Linked DNA regions of Pan troglodytes: region 2 is linked to region 1. A link is a contact called in public HiChIP or PLAC-seq data. All regions are on one chromosome and are shown on one strand. Each heading gives the region's core, a stretch centred on a gene start, on an enhancer-like site or on the middle of the called end of the contact. The rest is flanking DNA. Distances are from core to core; before and after follow the strand shown. Region 1 holds the start of RNF19A (ring finger protein 19A, RBR E3 ubiquitin protein ligase). Region 2 holds the start of FBXO43 (F-box protein 43).

Evidence for each region. HiChIP or PLAC-seq counts read pairs in DNA pulled down with a chosen protein or histone mark.
Region 2: an H3K4me3 HiChIP or PLAC-seq map of stem cell-derived excitatory neurons shows a contact between it and region 1, with 2.0 times the contacts expected there. The contact joins the promoter of FBXO43 here to the promoter of RNF19A in region 1. A contact is called at or near these places in 1 of 7 Hi-C or Micro-C datasets (stem cell-derived neural progenitor cells) and 1 of 1 datasets of contacts at active chromatin or transcription factors (stem cell-derived excitatory neurons).

The regions. Positions count from the first base shown.
Region 1 is chr7:110,550,620-110,555,505 of NHGRI_mPanTro3-v2.0_pri, reverse strand. It overlaps RNF19A (ring finger protein 19A, RBR E3 ubiquitin protein ligase), which reads left to right and starts at 1,329. Exons shown (of 15, transcript XM_063816482.1): 1 at 1,329-1,633.
Region 2 is chr7:110,387,194-110,392,112 of NHGRI_mPanTro3-v2.0_pri, reverse strand. It overlaps FBXO43 (F-box protein 43), which reads left to right and starts at 1,732. Exons shown (of 5, transcript XM_001151379.4): 1 at 1,732-2,585. The coding sequence starts at 2,501.

The sequences.
Region 1 (4,886 bases), core at 80-2,579:
CCCAAAGTGCTAGGATTACAGGCGTGAGCCACCAATTCCGGCCAACATATTGATATATTTTCAAGAAGGATATTATGTATGGGTACTTAACTTACTATTCTTGTGCTATCTGTAGGCTTAAAGCATCCCATATGTAAAGTCGCTGGCAGCCTTCAAGTAGCATTTAAAGGTATAACAGCTTTAAAACTTCCCATAAATGAAAATAAACATACCCATAATTACTTCCTTTAAGATTCCAGGCCAAAGAAACTTAAACCTAAACTGCCTAGCTTGTTCAATTTTCTAATTGGTAAACATTTACTGGGTTACCAAAGATACCAAGTACATTCGGAAAGACCATGGCTCCTTGGTTTGTTTCTAATTTAAATTACACAGACACACTAAACAAGGACTGGGAGAGTGATATATTTAGTTAAGTAACAGATGGCAAATGGACATTCTGTCCAGCCTCTATCACATTCGTTTCTCAGTATTCTATGTTAGAGTGATCTAAATCTTGAAGAGAATAAACCAGGAGGAAATGCACCAGGCCCAGACGGAATTTGTTTATTCAACTAAGAATACCAAGACTAGTGTAGATTGAAACATTCAAAGGGGATATGACTGGCTGAAAAGATATGAGAGGAAGGAACAAATAAAGCTGGATTAAAGTAATTAGGAATGTATTAGAGATGAAATAGGAATTCTGATTACTTGACTGCAAAATAGTAAAAAAAAAAAATGAAATAAAAGAGATGAATGGAAGATACTCTCCAAACCCTCACGTAGGCTTGCTATTGTGGCTAAGTACTGTTCCTAACAGCCTCTGCAAAGACAGGTCCACTAAGAGGGCGGCTGCAGACGCACAGGGTGCTGCCGTCCTCTGGGAAAGGACATTTCCTCGCCGAGAGCTGCAACATCCCGGCACTTCTCTCCCTCGGCCTGCCAATCCAGCAGGTGAACCCTGAGAACACAAAGGAATGAATAATGCCGGGCAAACTGCCAAGAGCCAGGGTCGCCGAGTCTGGCAACTCCCTTCAACCGGGCGCAGCTCCAGCCACCCCGACCTGTCCTTGGAGGAGACGCTCTCTGGGCCACGGAGAACCGGCCAGGGAGACACCGGCCCCACTGCCCGGCGCGCTCGAGGCGAAGTCCCCTCCGCCGGGGACAGGTGTGGGGGCTGCAGTCGGGGCCACCCGGGTGCAGCGGGGCGGCTCCTGCGCGGGCGCGGAACGAACGTGCGCAAGGGAACAACCGCGCGCAAGGGAACAACCGCGTCCAGAGCCGCCCGCAGCGGGCCCGGTGGGCGTGACGCCATGACGCACAGCACGCGGGCGGCGCGCCGGGGCGGGGCGGCCGGGGGCGGGAGGAAGAAGTGGGAGGAGGAGGAGGGGAAAGCGGGGGCTGCGGGAGGGGGAGGTGGTAGTTGCGGCGCTGGTTCCCGGGAGCAGCCGTCGAGCCACAACTGCGGAGGAGGAGTTCGGGAAGGCGGCCGTCGGGACTCCTCCCCTCCATCGTCTCCGCCCCGGTTGAGAGGCGCCTCGGCGCATCGGAGGGACCCTCCCCCGCGCTTCCTCAGGCTGCTGTCGCCGCTGCTGGGAGATGGGCCTACTTGCCCGCCACCCTGCGCTGCCGCCGCTCTGAGGAGTTAAAGGTACGGGCGGGCACCCGGAGGAGCTTGCGCCTCGGAGCGGGAGAGAAGGGGCGGCTCTCGCTTACGACCCAGGGAGCTCTGGCCGGGCCGCAGCCCTAGCGCCCCTGCCCGGGACGGAAATGGATTCGGAAGTCCGGTGGGAAAGGCGTCTCCTCCAGTGTCCAGCGTGGGCTCGGGGCCGTGGCCGGCTTAGGGGGTCAGGCCTCGGGCAGCTCCGGGTCCCCTACCCGGCCCAGGCGCGGGCGCCTCCCGGGCCGCGGGGGCCGAGGTGGAGCGTGGGATCCGCCCCAAGCCCTGTCCTCCTGGTGCCTGTGCGGCCGGCGGCCGGCGGCCGGCCCGGAGATATTGTGACGGGCCGAGGCGGCGCTCCCCTCGAGCTGTCTCCTGCCCCTAAAGCGGGGGAGACCCAAGGGCGGTTGCCGCGGGGAGGCGGCGGGGGCGGAACGCATTCCTGACGGGTGAAATCGGCTCTAACGGGACCGATTTCCGGGCCTCGCTGCAAATTTGGAGCCGGGACATCGCCCCGCAAGCCGTGCTGCCTGGGGCCCTAGGGAGGGGAGCTGTGTTCCGAGGAAGGTTAGTCCGAGACTGCTACCACCTCCTTCAAAAGCAAAAATTACACATCACACCAAAATGGTGTAGCCTTGGGGTGAAGTATGTGTTAACCGGGGTCTTCCGGGATCGTCTCCCCGTGCTAAGCCTTTAGGGTGTTCCCAGCCCTCGCCCGGCAAGTAATACTACTACTTTGAATTTTCAGTTTTTCTTATCTGGGTTCCACTCTGCAGTTGCTCTTTTTTTCCCATTTCCATTAATGGGAAGAAGAAAAAGAAGTTTAGGGTTCATTAACCCCGCGACAAGGGCAGTAAATAAAAAGAGGGAAGAGAGTGGTTAAGGCTATATATGGGAGAGAGAAACGTTTAATTTTTTCCCATTGGCCCTTGGAGATATAAATACACGAACGATGCTTTACTCTGCTTAATGTTTACTGTCCACAATGTTGCAGAATGTTCTGTTGGGGTGACGTTAGAAAAGACGGCGTTTAAGTGCCGTTGCAATTTTCAAACCTAGATGTTGGCTAGAAATGCTAATTTTAAGTGTTAGTAAACAGTAGAGGCTTAAAGCAGCCCTTTGATCGGTTGTCTTAAATTGTGATCCTTACATTCCACTTTTTTTTTTTTTAAAGAACATGGTTCTTTTCATTTTTTAAAAATATCTTTTCTTATTTTAACCTAGATTCATTGAGTTTTGGTTGTTTGAAGTCTGACGGTTTGCCTAAGTTTTATTTTCAGTTTTGCCATTACCCGTCTTAATACACATTTTACCACTTCTGTTTATAATGCAAGCCATTACCGTATTTGCCTGTTTTTGCTTCTTTAACACTGACTGAACTATCTGAATTGAGTTAAAATGTAAATACTTCTCTATTTAGAAAATGGCGATGATCGTATTTTCAAATGTTCTTTCCTTGTTACAGTTTCATGGTAAAAATTTAGAATTAAGTCTTGGGACTTAATAAACCAAATTATGCTAAAAAAACACTTTTAAAATTTGTTAGTTTAATGCCCTGATTAATGTTCTCTTTTTTTAAATTACTGTATAAAATTTAACTGAAGTTTAAATTTTACGTGTCCATGGAAAATATTTTAATGTCATCGCAAGGTGTCTTTGAGGAAAAAATTACAGTTGGCAACTAATGTTAGTGTATTTTTTTCACTATCTTAGCTTCCAGGAGATTCCAGTAAGATTAATTTTTAAAACTGCAGCATCATTTTAGGAGTTGAAGCACAACCTAATTCTTAGTACCAAATAGTGGCCACTGGAAATTTTGTTTTCTCATTTAGGGGATGCCTCAGTTGATCAGTAGACTTAATATAAAGAACTGTCCATACTGTCAACCAGACAGTGTTGGGATTTTTAAACAAATTTTGGTGATTTCTTGAGTTTTTGATGTATTTTGTTTGACTGAAACTTATTTTCTGCCTAACACACGAGAGGTGCTAAGATTCCTATTTTTAAAGATACTTCATTCAAGAAAATGGATGAATAAATAAAATACTTAGCATCTTGGTGGAAAGTAAATGCACTTCCCAAATTTGAATATAAGTGAAGTCGTAAAGCAGTATGTTTGCAGTTGAGGATGTAAGACACTTGGGTCACCTCTATTTTATTGGGGTTGGATTGAAGGATACTATTTGTTATGGGGTTGTTTAGAATTAAATATGGGTAATTAAAAGCAAACTTTTTGTTTTAACTATTTGAAATAATCACTTGTATATTATGGAAGATTCTGACACCCCCTCCCCACCACGGTTTTTTTTTGTTGTTGCAGCAGTTTGTATCTTGAACACTTATTTAGATTTATATAGAAATTTTTTGGTTTCAGATTATTTCTCCCCCTTCTCCAACACATATAGTTTGTTGTTGTTGTCGTTTTTAATCTACAGGGCACAGATGGTTGAGATATGTAGTTTTCTGTAATTTCCAAGTAGGGAAAAGAAGGCAAAATATTTGTGATAACATGTAAAAGTCCCTAGTCAAGTGCTGGGCGCAGAGTAAGCTGGAGATAAATTTTGTTATATTAATATTTACATCTGAATTGCTCACTTACATCTTCTCTTCTCGGGTTATATAGGAAATCTTAGGGAATTGTTATTCGTTTTTCTAATGTCATTAATAAGTGAAAACTGACTTTCAAATGCAGGCTGGTTTTGTACTGAACTAATAAGCTTATGATCTTTTAACATTCTTTGCCAAGATAAAAATTAGGCCACCTTGGGCAAAAGCCCAAAGTAAAGTTGAATTTCTAAATTTACATTTCATTGCATATTGCATTGTATTTGGCAAACTAGCACATCATAGCAAAATGGTAGTTTAATTTAGATTGTCTGAAAGGACCCATGATTATATATGGAGTAGTACTTAAGCTTAAAAGCTATTTATCAAAATATTCATCTTACTACTTATGGAGAATAGCTAAATTTTTCTTTACTTAGGAATTTTTTTTCTCCAACTAGGAGTAATTATGAATTTTCTTTTTTTAAGTCATGCCAGTTCTTCGTTAGTAGATAGAAGATGTCTAACATTGAAACAACTCATTTACTTAACCATACCTGCACAGCTAAAGACTAAGGGATAATATTTCCTTGCTGAACATACCTTTATTTCAGATGGTGGTAGGCTTCAACCAAACAGGCAGTGAAATCACTTTGGGTGTTTAAAACTTGTGTATTTCATTTGTTTCTCAAAAGTTATC
Region 2 (4,919 bases), core at 483-2,982, 160 kb after region 1:
TCCTCCATTCTGCCACCAGAGTGGACTTTCTAAAATGCTCTTCAGACTCTGAAGGTGCATCCAGAACTTCCCAATACTTAGCTTCTTCACTTCTCAGGAATTTTCTCTAATCCTTTCCTCTAACAACTCTTAGTTTCTGCTTATAACAAATTATTTGCAGCTTCTCCATGTGCCCAACTGCCCTTGCACATTTTGTTTTGAGTTTGAAATTTTCCTGCCCTTATACATTTTAAGTTTGGAATTTCCTGCTGTCTGCCTTTTAAATTGCCACTTGTACATCAAAATCTATCTCATGCACTCTGTTCTCCAGTAGAGTTAGCTGGTTCTTCTTTCCTTTGTGCTGCTACTGTTCCTCTGTTACAGCACTTGCTCTATACCAATGAGCTCCTTAACAGCAGTAACTGTGGCTGTGTCAGCTCTGTATTCCCAGTACCTAGCACAGTAATTGGCACATAGTTGGAATTTAATAACTGTTAGTGGACGGGCACAGTGGCTCATGCCTGTAATCTCAGCACTTTGGGAGGCCGAGGCAGGTGGATCACCTGAGGTCAGGAGTTCGAGACCAGCCTGGCCAACCTGGCAAAACTCCGTCTCTACTGAAAATACAAAAATTAGCTAGGCGTGGTGGCGGGTGCCTGTCGTCCCAGCTACTCGGGAGGCTGAGGCAGGAGAATCGTTTGAACCTGGGAGGTGGAGGTTGCAGTGAGCCAAGATTGCACCACGGCACTCCAGCGTGGGTGACAGAGCGAGACCCTGTCTCATAATAATAATAATTTTAGTGAGTTTGGTTTTGGATGACTGAGGGACATCCAGATGGAGAAATGTCCAGTCAGAGAAGAGTGGTGGTAGTGCCTGTTATTGGCTTAAAAGTGATGGTTGAAGTTCTGAATAAGAATTACATAAGCATGGGATGATAAACTAATAAAAATGCTGAGGTAGGACCTCTCATTTAGGGAGTAGGCCAAGGAAAAGAAGCCAGAAAAAGGAGACTAGGAAGAAGCTGCCAAGAGCAGCAGGAGTGTCCCTGGCATATAATAGACACCCAGTAAATATTTATTGAATGAAAAAATTAGGGTTTAAAAAATTTATTTGGCTTTGAGGGTACTTGGGAGTTCATGATGCCCAAAAAGGGATGTTTGTAAACAATGAACACATTTCACTCTGGTTTTTATGAATAGATTTTTTAAAAATCTTTTTTTTTGAGATGGGGGTCTCACTATGTTGCCCAGGCTGGTCTCAAATTCCTTGGCTCAAGTGATCCTCCCACCTCTGTGCTGGGATTACAGACGTGAGCCACCAGGCCCGGCTCAGCTTTTTTATCACAAAATCTGTATATATTCATTGTTGAAACATGAGAAGAAAACACAGATAAAAAGAACTAAAAAGCAAACATAATCCTGTACAAAGGTACCGTATCCAAGTTATTCATACCTTTCAGACCTCATCCTGTGTATATCCATATTTTTAACTTAAAAGGGGTCAGTTTGTAACTTGCTTTTTGCATTTGACAGTTTGGAGAATCATTTCCAAGGGAACATTCTCATACATGATTTCTAATGGCATCCCACTGTAGGCCACGTTAGCATTCCTAAATACGGTAATGCTTCCCAAAGTGGGAATGGGGAGAAGCAGAGCCTTTCTGACCCGCCTCGGGACGGGTGCAGGGGTGAGCGAGAGAGGGGGCGCTCCTCCCGCTCAAGCGAGGACCCAGGCCTGCGGGCGGCCGGGCGGGAGCGCTGCAGAGCCGGAGGAAGGGGCGGGACAGCGCGGCGCGGGGCGGGGCTGCGCTTAGCGGTTACTCCGGGCGGGCCGTTCAAACCTAAGGAGGTAAAGGCAGCGGCCCCACGCGAAGCTGGCGTGGGGGTTGCCATAGCCCGCATCCCAGGGGGCGAGGCCGAGGCTTCTCCCCGGCGCATCCAGCGGCTGCTGCCCGGCTCCTCTCCCACCTGTCCGCTTCGGCGCCTCGCCCGGCCCCGCGGCCTCCAGGCAGGCGGCGGGGGGACCCCAGGCGAGTGCCCGTTAGCGGGTCTCCCGGCGGCCCGGCCCCGCGTCGCCCTGTGTCTTCCAGGTGCTGGGCCTAGGGAGGCGCGCGGCAGCCCTCACTCCTCCGCTCCCGGTGACTCCAGCCCATCCCCTGCTGCCCTTGGCTTTCTGGGCCTAGCGGATCTTTGACGCCCTGGTGAGACCGTTACCCACCCGCCCGCCATAGCTCCTCGGGGGAGTCAGTGCCAGGCTGCAGCACACATTGCCTTTTCAGGAACCCGAATTTGGGGAGTTTACTCATGTCTAAGTCCAGCTGGAGAAAACAAGGATATTAAGATAACTATTTTCTGGAGGGCTGAAGGAAATTCAAAATGATTTAGACCTTCTCAAGTGTTAGGAATAATCCCTGCGGCATGCACCCTGTGTACCCTTCGACTTTGAGCAATCATGATGCTGCTGCACCTTTCAATTAATTGTGCAAACTAAAGTTTTCCTCTTTAAGTGGCATTATTTTGGCATGAATTTTAAAGACAAAGATGAGAGAATTTCTTGTTTGGAAGCCTACGTAACTTTCACATCTAAGAGCTCAAGATTTACTGATGGTAAGAGTTTCCACTTTAACAAATGAAGAACATTTGGGTTTAATGTAAGTATTTCATTCTCTGATGTGGTAGGTGCTTTTTCTTTTTTTTCTTTTTCTTTTTTCTTTCTTTTTTTTTTGAGACGGAGTCGCTCTGTCGCCCAGGCTGGAGTGCAGTGGCGCGATCTCGGCTCACTGCAAGCTCCGCCTCCCGGGTTCAGGCCATTCTCCTGCCTCAGCCTCCCGAGTAGCTGGGACTACAGGCGCCCGCCACCACGCCCGGATAATTTTTTTGTATTTTTAGTGGAGACGGGGTTTCACCGTGTTAGCCAGGATGGTCTCGCTCTCCTGACCTCGTGATCCGCCCGCCCCGGCCTCCCAAAGTGCTGGGATTACGGGCGTGAGCCACCGCGCCCGGCCGCTGCTTTTTTTTTTTTTTTTTCTTAAAGAACACTTTAGGAATAAGTTTTCTCGCCTTTTATCAGAAGCCTAGTTTTTAAAAATGAATATCGAAGAGGCTTGATTGATTTATCCGTGAACTGTTGAGTCCATAAAATACAACAGACAGTCCATGATTTTACATGAATAATTTTAAAGTTCAGTTGCGAAGAACCACGTTTGAGACCAACGTCTTGGGGTAGTAGAAAGATGAAAATGATAGCAGAGAAAGGACATTGGAGGCAACTTCAAGTGTGTAGATGAACAGAAACAATTTTTTTTTTTAAGAGATGGGGTCTCACTATGTTACCCAGGCTGGTCTTAAACTCCTGGACTCAAGCATTTCTCCCGCCGCGGCCTCCTAAAGTGCTGGGATTACAGGCGTGAGCCACCGGCCAGAATAGATTTTTGGATAACATTTTAGGGGAAAGAGATAATATCTGCATTCCCCACTTTGTTTTTAACAATTTGCCTCTGAGTTTCCCAAATTCTAGCATTGTGAGACACCTAGTGGTGAAGTAGCAGTACAATTGCCATAACCTTTTAAAAGGACCGTGACCTGCCGGGCGCGTTGGCTATTGCCTGTAATCCCAGCACTTTGGGAGGCCAAGGTTGGGTGGATCACCTGAGGTCAGGAGTTCGAGACCAGCCTGGCCAACATGGCGAAAGCCCGTCTCTACTAAAAATACACAAATTAGCCGGGCGTGGTGGTGGGCGCCTGTAATCCCAGTCAGTGGGGAAGCTGATACAGGAAAATTGGTTGAACCCGGGAGGCAGAGGCTGCAGTGAGCAGAAATCACGCCACTGCACTCCAGCCTGGGCGAAAAAGCAAGACTCCGTCTCATAAAAAATAAAAAAATTAAAAATTAAAAATAAAAGGGCTGTGACGCAAATTGAGTGAAAAGTGTTATTTAACAGAATTACCTTCAGAGAGGGAGAAAACAGTTCATGGGTGGAGATGTAATTTTAATATGCATTCTACTTTATTAATTTAATATTTGTAAAACAATTGTTTAAAAATATAACAAAATTATAAAAAAGCAATTTGATAAATCTATTTGGTTTGTGACCATGTGCAGAAGTTAGCAGTGATCTGAGAGGATGTAGATCAGAAGGGGACATGTATGACATTTATCAAAAACGAGTATAGATTTAAAAGGTTAAAAAATACTTAGACTTTGTTTAGTAAAAATAATCTTTTAATGATCATCAAACCATAAAGAAATATTTTGTGTTTAGAGTAGCAATTTGCTTTTGTAACAAAGATCATTCACTCATATATTTGATTAAATTTAAGCATAAATAAATTACTGTCGCATTACAGCCAATAAATAGATCTTCCCAGGATCTTTTAATGGAGAAAAATTGTGCATTTGTCCTGGAGAAAACTTTGAAGGAATGACAGTCTTCTTCATGTCCTTTGAATCATCTGGAAAAATATCAAAAACTATAATAAATTTTTTTCTTAACACTATTTTTGTCAAAACAAATTTGTTAGCTTTAAGATTTATTTCAAGTTTCTAAAAAGAAGGAATGTGATGACACTGTTGAAAAGTTTAAGGAGTAAAATATTTCTTAGTGTCATTCCTTGCTCATGTAACTACTGAGTAACTGTTCTTTAAGTAATTGAGTTGCATTCTTTATTTGCAACTTCAAGAATATTTTAAATGGTGGTTTTCCCATAAATAGTTGCCTATTAACTGTGAATTCAAGGCTGAAACTGGACCTTGCATCACAAAATATTTAGAAAGTGAGATATGAATAAGTACAACATGCCAAGTTTGAAATGGCCCTATCTGTGGTGCAGTGGTTCATTACGGTTAGCTCAAGAAGAATGTGTTAGTAGTTCATCGATGAGCCAGTCTTTGCAAAGTCTTAAGTCTGGGAATTCACATCTCGTGAATGGTTATGGGGACTA